Regions from separate parts of the Mus musculus genome. Here region 1 is linked to region 2. Evidence: chromatin contacts called from public ChIA-PET data. All regions are on one chromosome and are shown on one strand. Each heading gives the region's core, a stretch centred on a gene start, on an enhancer-like site or on the middle of the called end of the contact. The rest is flanking DNA. Distances are from core to core; before and after follow the strand shown.

Region 1 (3,282 bases), core at 133-2,632, 590 kb after region 2:
ACACTGAATGTTCTAGCAGTTACACTCTAGGTGGGCTACTGTCCGTATGCCTTAATAAAAGAAGATTACCCCTTTCTTTCTTTTCATATTTAAAATGCCATCATTATAACTGATTTCTAAATAGAGTCCTGGTTAGGCTAAACTCTGATGTTTTTAACATTGATGTAGGTAGGCATTTATGTATGAGAATAGAAGTTACAACACATTTATCAACACCTGTGCGATGATGTAAAATGGATTTTATATCCACAATGATTCTGGCCTAGCCCCATATGCCAAAGGGTATATAGAAGTTCACACAGGACACCAATGGACAGACCAAACTGGACAGAAAAAGCCCACAAACCAGCAGCTCTACAGGAAGAACTACAGACAGCTGAGTAAAATCGGAAGTAGAAGAAGTGGTCACCCGTGGGAAGAGCACACTAATTGGTCGTCTACTACCAAATGGCTATCCCTGAAAACATACATACAAATAGCACCATACAGGCACAACTGGATGTGTTTAGGAATTACACGTATATACATATATGCATGCAATAATACAATAATACAATAGCAATGTTGTTGAAGAGCAGGGAGGGATTCATGGGAGGGTTTCAAGGGTGAAAAGGGAAGGGAGAAATGCTGTGATTATATTGTGATTTTAATAATAATAAAAACAAAGAAGTACCAACAAAAGAATTTAGTCTTCTTAAGCTCCTTAGCTAGATCCATCTACACTTTTTTTTTTTTAATATGATGACAATTTTTTTCATAGTTTTGGATTTTGGACAAAACATTAAGGTAAAAATACTTGTTTTGGCCTAAGTGTATTCAAGGATTTGGCATATGGCTTCGGGATAGAAGACCTCATCTGCGAGGCCCCGAATTCCATCATCAGCATTGAAGAAAAGAAAGCTGTTTCAGGACCATCTAGTCCCAAAGTCTGTAGTTCAGTAGCCCTTGGTGATGCTGTGGAAGCCTTGCAGCCATGTTCTGCTGTGGTTTTGTAGCTTGACTGCTTTTATGCTTTTATTTTGTCAGTCTGCTTCTGCCCCTCATGATGAACACGTCCCATTCACTTCTATCACCAATTCTTTTGTTCACTCGTTAAGACAAGTCATTGTCAATGGCTTCGAAGTTTGCAGGAACTACACAAGAACAAAGGCACTAGCAAGTTTCTCATCTTTGTGCAAGCTCTGTTTGCGTTGCTGGCACAGCTCAAATACTGCAAGTGTTCACCTTTTCAGCGTGCCCCCTCCCCCACCACAAACCTTTGTTGGAGAATAGATGATCAAACCCATGACAAGTTTGAAGCTGTTAAACTGCTGAGCTGGCCTGAATTGAAGTGTGAGAAGAGGTTTTAAGGCAGGTAGACAACATCCTGTTGTTAGGGTGTTTCTCTCTCTCTCTCTCTCTCTCTCTCTCTCTCTCTCTCTCTCTCTCTCTCTCTCTCTCTCTCTCAATACTGCCCAGTAAGCCACTGCAGCGGCAACAGCAGCAGCAAAGTTTCCTTTTTACCATCCTTCTTCTGGGCCCATCAAAGAGTTTGCTAGGCATGGATGCAGTGACTGTGTACCACGGCAAAATCAGCAGGGAGACCGGGGAGAAGCTCTTACTCGCTACCGGGCTGGATGGAAGCTATCTGCTGCGAGACAGCGAGAGTGTCCCTGGCGTGTACTGCCTGTGTGTTTTGTGAGTATATCTCGTGGTAGTGGCAGGTTGTTAGCATGGGTAGCCTGCCCTTTCAGGGGAGGGCTGGGAGGAGTGGCAGGGGATGACAGCTTTTGGCAGAGGTACCTAGGGAATACAGGCAGCAGGAACTGAGTACTCTTCCAGCTCTGACGTATGGTCCCAGGGCTCAGCCCAGGGATGTGGTGGGCAGTACTTGTACGTACGTCCCTCACTGCGGATTTTATCAACTGCATTTCACCAGTGCGTTTGTGGCAGCTTCACTGAATACCCTTCAGAATGGGAAAACATGGCCTAGAACTTACCTTTACTTTGAGAAAGACCCATACTCTGGACTTCGGCTCTGATTCCAAGTAGACACCATGATGGTGGAGCCCCGGGAAGTTGGACTATTTGTATTCTGGGCCATGAAGTAAGGCAAAGGAAGGTCTTTCTCTATCATTCTCTACAAATGTGACTGAAAATGGTACCCTAAAAGAAAAGCATCTAGCAAATGCTTGAAGAAGTGGTTAGCCAGGAAATGGAATCCATTGCTTTCAGAATGCAGCCCAGGGAAGGCAGAGGTAGACAGATGTGTGTGAGTTTCAGGTGACTAGCCTGGTTTTACATGGGCCGGTTCCATGCCAGCTAGGGCTACATAGTATAAGATCCTATTAAAAAACAGTAGCCAACAACACTAAAGCAGTACAGTGCTGAAGAGGATGTGTATGCAAGAGTAGGGGCACCTTTCTGGTGCTGCTGAATTGCCTTGTTTTATAAGAGGCATAATGAGTTTTAAAACGTGCTGTGTCCCGTAAATGATAGGAGTGAGAATAGTTTTAAAGAACAGAGAGAGGGAGAAAACATCATTGTAATTATCCCACTTTGAGCTTTGCCTAGACTGGTCTCAGCCTCTTACTCCATTTTGAACCAGGTGCAGCTGCATCTTGGCTCTGTACAACCTCCCTGAGCAAATCCTACTGTAGTCAGACTCAAAAGGTTGTTATCTCACAACACCAATCTCTTAGCCATTGATTTTAAATGGGATTCATATTCTAAGGGTCAATGAAGATTAAATACCTCCATGTACAAAAAAAAAAAAGACAAATGAACACTGGGCTTGACGCTCAGCAAATGGAAGTCTGGTTTATTATTAGTCTCTTTTTGGACAAATTATTCCGGTACTCCTTGAGGCAGTCTACAGAAGGACCCAGTTCAAGCACTACTGTAAGCAGGATATATATATATATATATATACATATATATATATATATATACACACACATATACACACACATAATACACACATACATACACACACACATATATATATATATACACACACACACACACACACATATATACTGTATGCTTATACATATATCCCAGTAAAACCTCACTCTAATACAGTAGAGTCTACATGAAAGCAAAACAAAAATGCTTGGTAGTGAGTTCTGTACATGATGATACACTGCAAAAATTTGACGTACTCTCTGGGCCAGAAAATAAAGATTAAATTGAGGCTGGTGTGAGAGGATTGTCATTGTATATTGATTTTTTTAAAAAAATGTCCAAGCCTTATTTTTGTCAGTTTTTAAGATCATGCTAAATACATTTATCATAAAGGCT
Region 2 (3,097 bases), core at 321-2,820:
TACTTTTAATAGCTATCACTTGCGCACTTACTATAACCCAAGTGCTTTATAGACATTAACTCTTCTCAACAATCCTTCGAGTAGAACGCTTCTTATTCCCAATTTACTCAAGGGGAAACGGCCCCAAATGGTTACGAATTTATCCAAGGTCACTCAGCTGGTTAAGTGGGCTAAGCTAGCCACTTACTCAGACAATCCAATTCTAGGACTCACGCTGTTAACGTTTCACAGAACAGCAAAGGGATGTGGGAGTAAGTCAAGTCACAAGAGCTTGGTGTACCGGGTTTCTTTGAAGTAACAAAGTTTTAAAGATTCCTATCTTCCCGTGAGCAACTGGGAACCTGATACTGGATGAGTGTGGGAGTGTGGAGGGAGACAACTCAAGCAGCTAAAGAGAGTTAATCTCACATAGGATTGACTGCTAAGCTTCCAGAGCGACTCAGAAGAAGAAATTACAACTTTTTTTTTTTTAATCAGTGATTAATTCTGTCAACTTAAACGGGGAGTCGGGGGTGGGGTGGCTACTGGGAGGCGCGAAAGCCGCTACTGTAGGAAATTACCGGTGACGGTACAAAGTAAGTTTATGACTTAAAGGACACAGAGATCATCCTAAAGTACTAGAAAAGCCTCGAGGAGGGCGAGCACTCGCTGCAGTCCCAGGCCAAAATGGAGTTCCCTAAACCTTCTACCAGGAAAAGTTGAATCCCATCCCGAAACCACGGCGAGGTGACACGCCGGCAGGGACTTGGCAAAAAGAAGCGGCAATCCCTGCCACACTTTCCCGAGTACCGCAGGGCCAGGGCAGCGCAAGCTGCCGCTCCCTGAGAAAGCAGAGGTGCCATGCCTGGCTGTCCCCGACGCCCCGGGCTCCTCTGCCACCAGCGGCGAGGAGCAGAGAGTTCGGGACAGTTCGCCCTCCTAAGACTTCGGGCACAGGAGAGGCCGGGAACCAAAGTGCGGGAGTCGTCTTAGATCCCGGGGGGGGGGGGGACAAATAAAAATAAGAAGATAAAACGGGACAGTGAGAGACATGGCAAGTGGCGGACCCACACAGCTCCGGCTGCGAAGCCACGGAGAGAAAAGGAGCCGAGCCCAGCGAGCTGAGTTAAGACGATGAGCCAGACAGACAAAAAAGCGACAGGGCAGGAGCCCAGGGGGACCTGAGGGGACGAGACGGAAGTTCTGCGGAGAGACCTAAAGGAAGCGGGGCTCCCGGGGACCACGGGGCTTTCGGGGAGGTCGGAGGGAAGGCAAGACGCTCAGCGGCGGCGGCGGCGATAGTGGCGGCTCCCGGCTCCGCTCCTCAGCCAAGTGGAAACTCCGGACCAACCAACCATCCTCATCCGCCGCCCGGGTGCGGGTGGGGGAGGGGGCGCCGCTGCCCCCCGGCCCCTGTACCCCACTTCCGACTGCGCCCAGCGCCCCGACCTCAGGGCGGCCCGGCGCCTTCCCTCGGTCAGAAACACTCACAATTCGCCTCTCCCTGATTTCTCCCAGTTCTTTATCCACTCTGCGGGAACCACCACAGCCGCGGCCGCCATCTTCCCCTCGCTAGTAACAGTGGCCCGGATGTGTAGCTCCCGAGCGCGGGGTCAAAGGGGAGCGCCGCCCACGGGGAGTGACGGAAGCTGCGAACTCGGGTTTAGATTTCCCGCCCCACCTACTTCCCCACCAAACGGAAGTCCTGGGCCAGGCCGACAAAGAGGTGGCGGGTGCCACAGCTCTCACCCCTACTTCCCTTTAGAACATATACACATTAAACAAAAAACAAAAACGCCAGGCCGCTGTGGCCTTTATGATCTCCCGTAATCTCTACCCCAAGCCACTAATTCAAACTCGTAATTTTTCAATCACTCGGTCTGTTAGGCATTGGTGGATGCTGGAACTGTAAGCCATGACATGAGCTTCTGGAAAAAAAGGAACATGAGATAAGAAATATCTCAACTAACGACTAAATAGAAAATTAATACGGACAGGGCACACATAATGGACAAAAGCTGGGAACCGCATGCTCCGCCAAATCCTAACTCCTTACTTGAGCTGTCAAACTAGGGAGTATTACTATGCCGAGAAACGATGTTTAAGGTGTTATAATCTCTCTACAAAAAATATTTCTTATTACAAAGAGAAAACGTTACTGTAGGAAAATATGGAAGATATCTCCCTGTGTTGGTGAAAATAAATTCCACCAGGGTTAGAGCTATACCTTCAGTGGTGGCTCACGCCTTTAATCCCAGCACTGGGGAGGCAGAGGCAGGCAGATTTCTGAGTTCCGGGCCAGCTTGGTCTACAGCTTGAGTTCCAGGACAGCCAGGGCTACACAGAGAAACCCTGTCTCGAAAAACCAAAACCAAAAACAAAAAAACAAAAAAACAAAAAAAAAAAAAAAAAAAACCCTGTAGCTGTGGTCTAGAGCACTTGCTTACCTTGAACCAGGCTCTGCTTTGGTACTTCACTACTGGGGGGAAAAAGCTAAATTATCTCAGAAACAGAGCAAGTGAACCAGGCACAGGGTTCCACAGATATAATTCCAACACTTGGGAACCTGAGGCAGGAACATAGCAACTTCCCATTGGCCTGAATGTAATTAATGCAAGGTAGACAAGCAAGTGAAAAGACGGACACCATGGGACTGCCCGTGAAATGCCTGTGAAGTGCTAGAAGAAACACTACTCAAATTTTAAAAATTGTTAATACCCAAATTTTATATATTAATTCAATATTGTAGGGCAGCAGTCATAACCATTATTGAGAGAGAATCTACAAAATTACTACCCTGTACTTTTCAAAGTTGCCAAGCTCTTAGAAGATAGTAATTCTTCCAGATTTTTGAAGACTGGAGGCAGAGGCAGAAGGATCTCTGTGAGTCACAGGCCAGTATTATCTACATAGCAAGCTCCAAGCCTGCCAAATGATTACATACAGACTTTTTTAAAAAGATTAATGGAAACAAGAAATACAAGGGATTTTCTCCCCTCCAAAAATCATATTTTTCTTTTGCTATAAAGGGCATTACTGGCACAATTGACTTCATTGGGGTATCTGTAATTAAATAATAATATTGTATCATGTTACTGAATCCAAATAACTCTACTCA

Evidence for each region. ChIA-PET counts read pairs in DNA pulled down with a chosen protein or histone mark.
Region 1: a contact with region 2 is called in an RNA polymerase II ChIA-PET map of memory CD8 T cells, with 18 read pairs. The contact joins the promoter of Sh2d1a here to the promoter of Thoc2 in region 2. A contact is called at or near these places in 1 of 39 promoter capture datasets (embryonic stem cells), 1 of 484 Hi-C or Micro-C datasets (CD4 T cells), 1 of 115 datasets of contacts at active chromatin or transcription factors (memory CD8 T cells) and 2 of 9 other capture datasets (adipose tissue and liver).

Annotation. Positions count from the first base shown.
Region 1 is chrX:42,501,183-42,504,464 of GRCm38.p6, forward strand. It overlaps Sh2d1a (SH2 domain containing 1A), which reads left to right and starts at 1,383. Exons shown (of 4, transcript NM_011364.4): 1 at 1,383-1,677. The coding sequence starts at 1,541.
Region 2 is chrX:41,910,331-41,913,427 of GRCm38.p6, forward strand. Thoc2 (THO complex 2) reads right to left here and starts at 1,571. Exons shown (of 39, transcript NM_001033422.1): 1 at 1,471-1,571. The coding sequence starts at 1,541.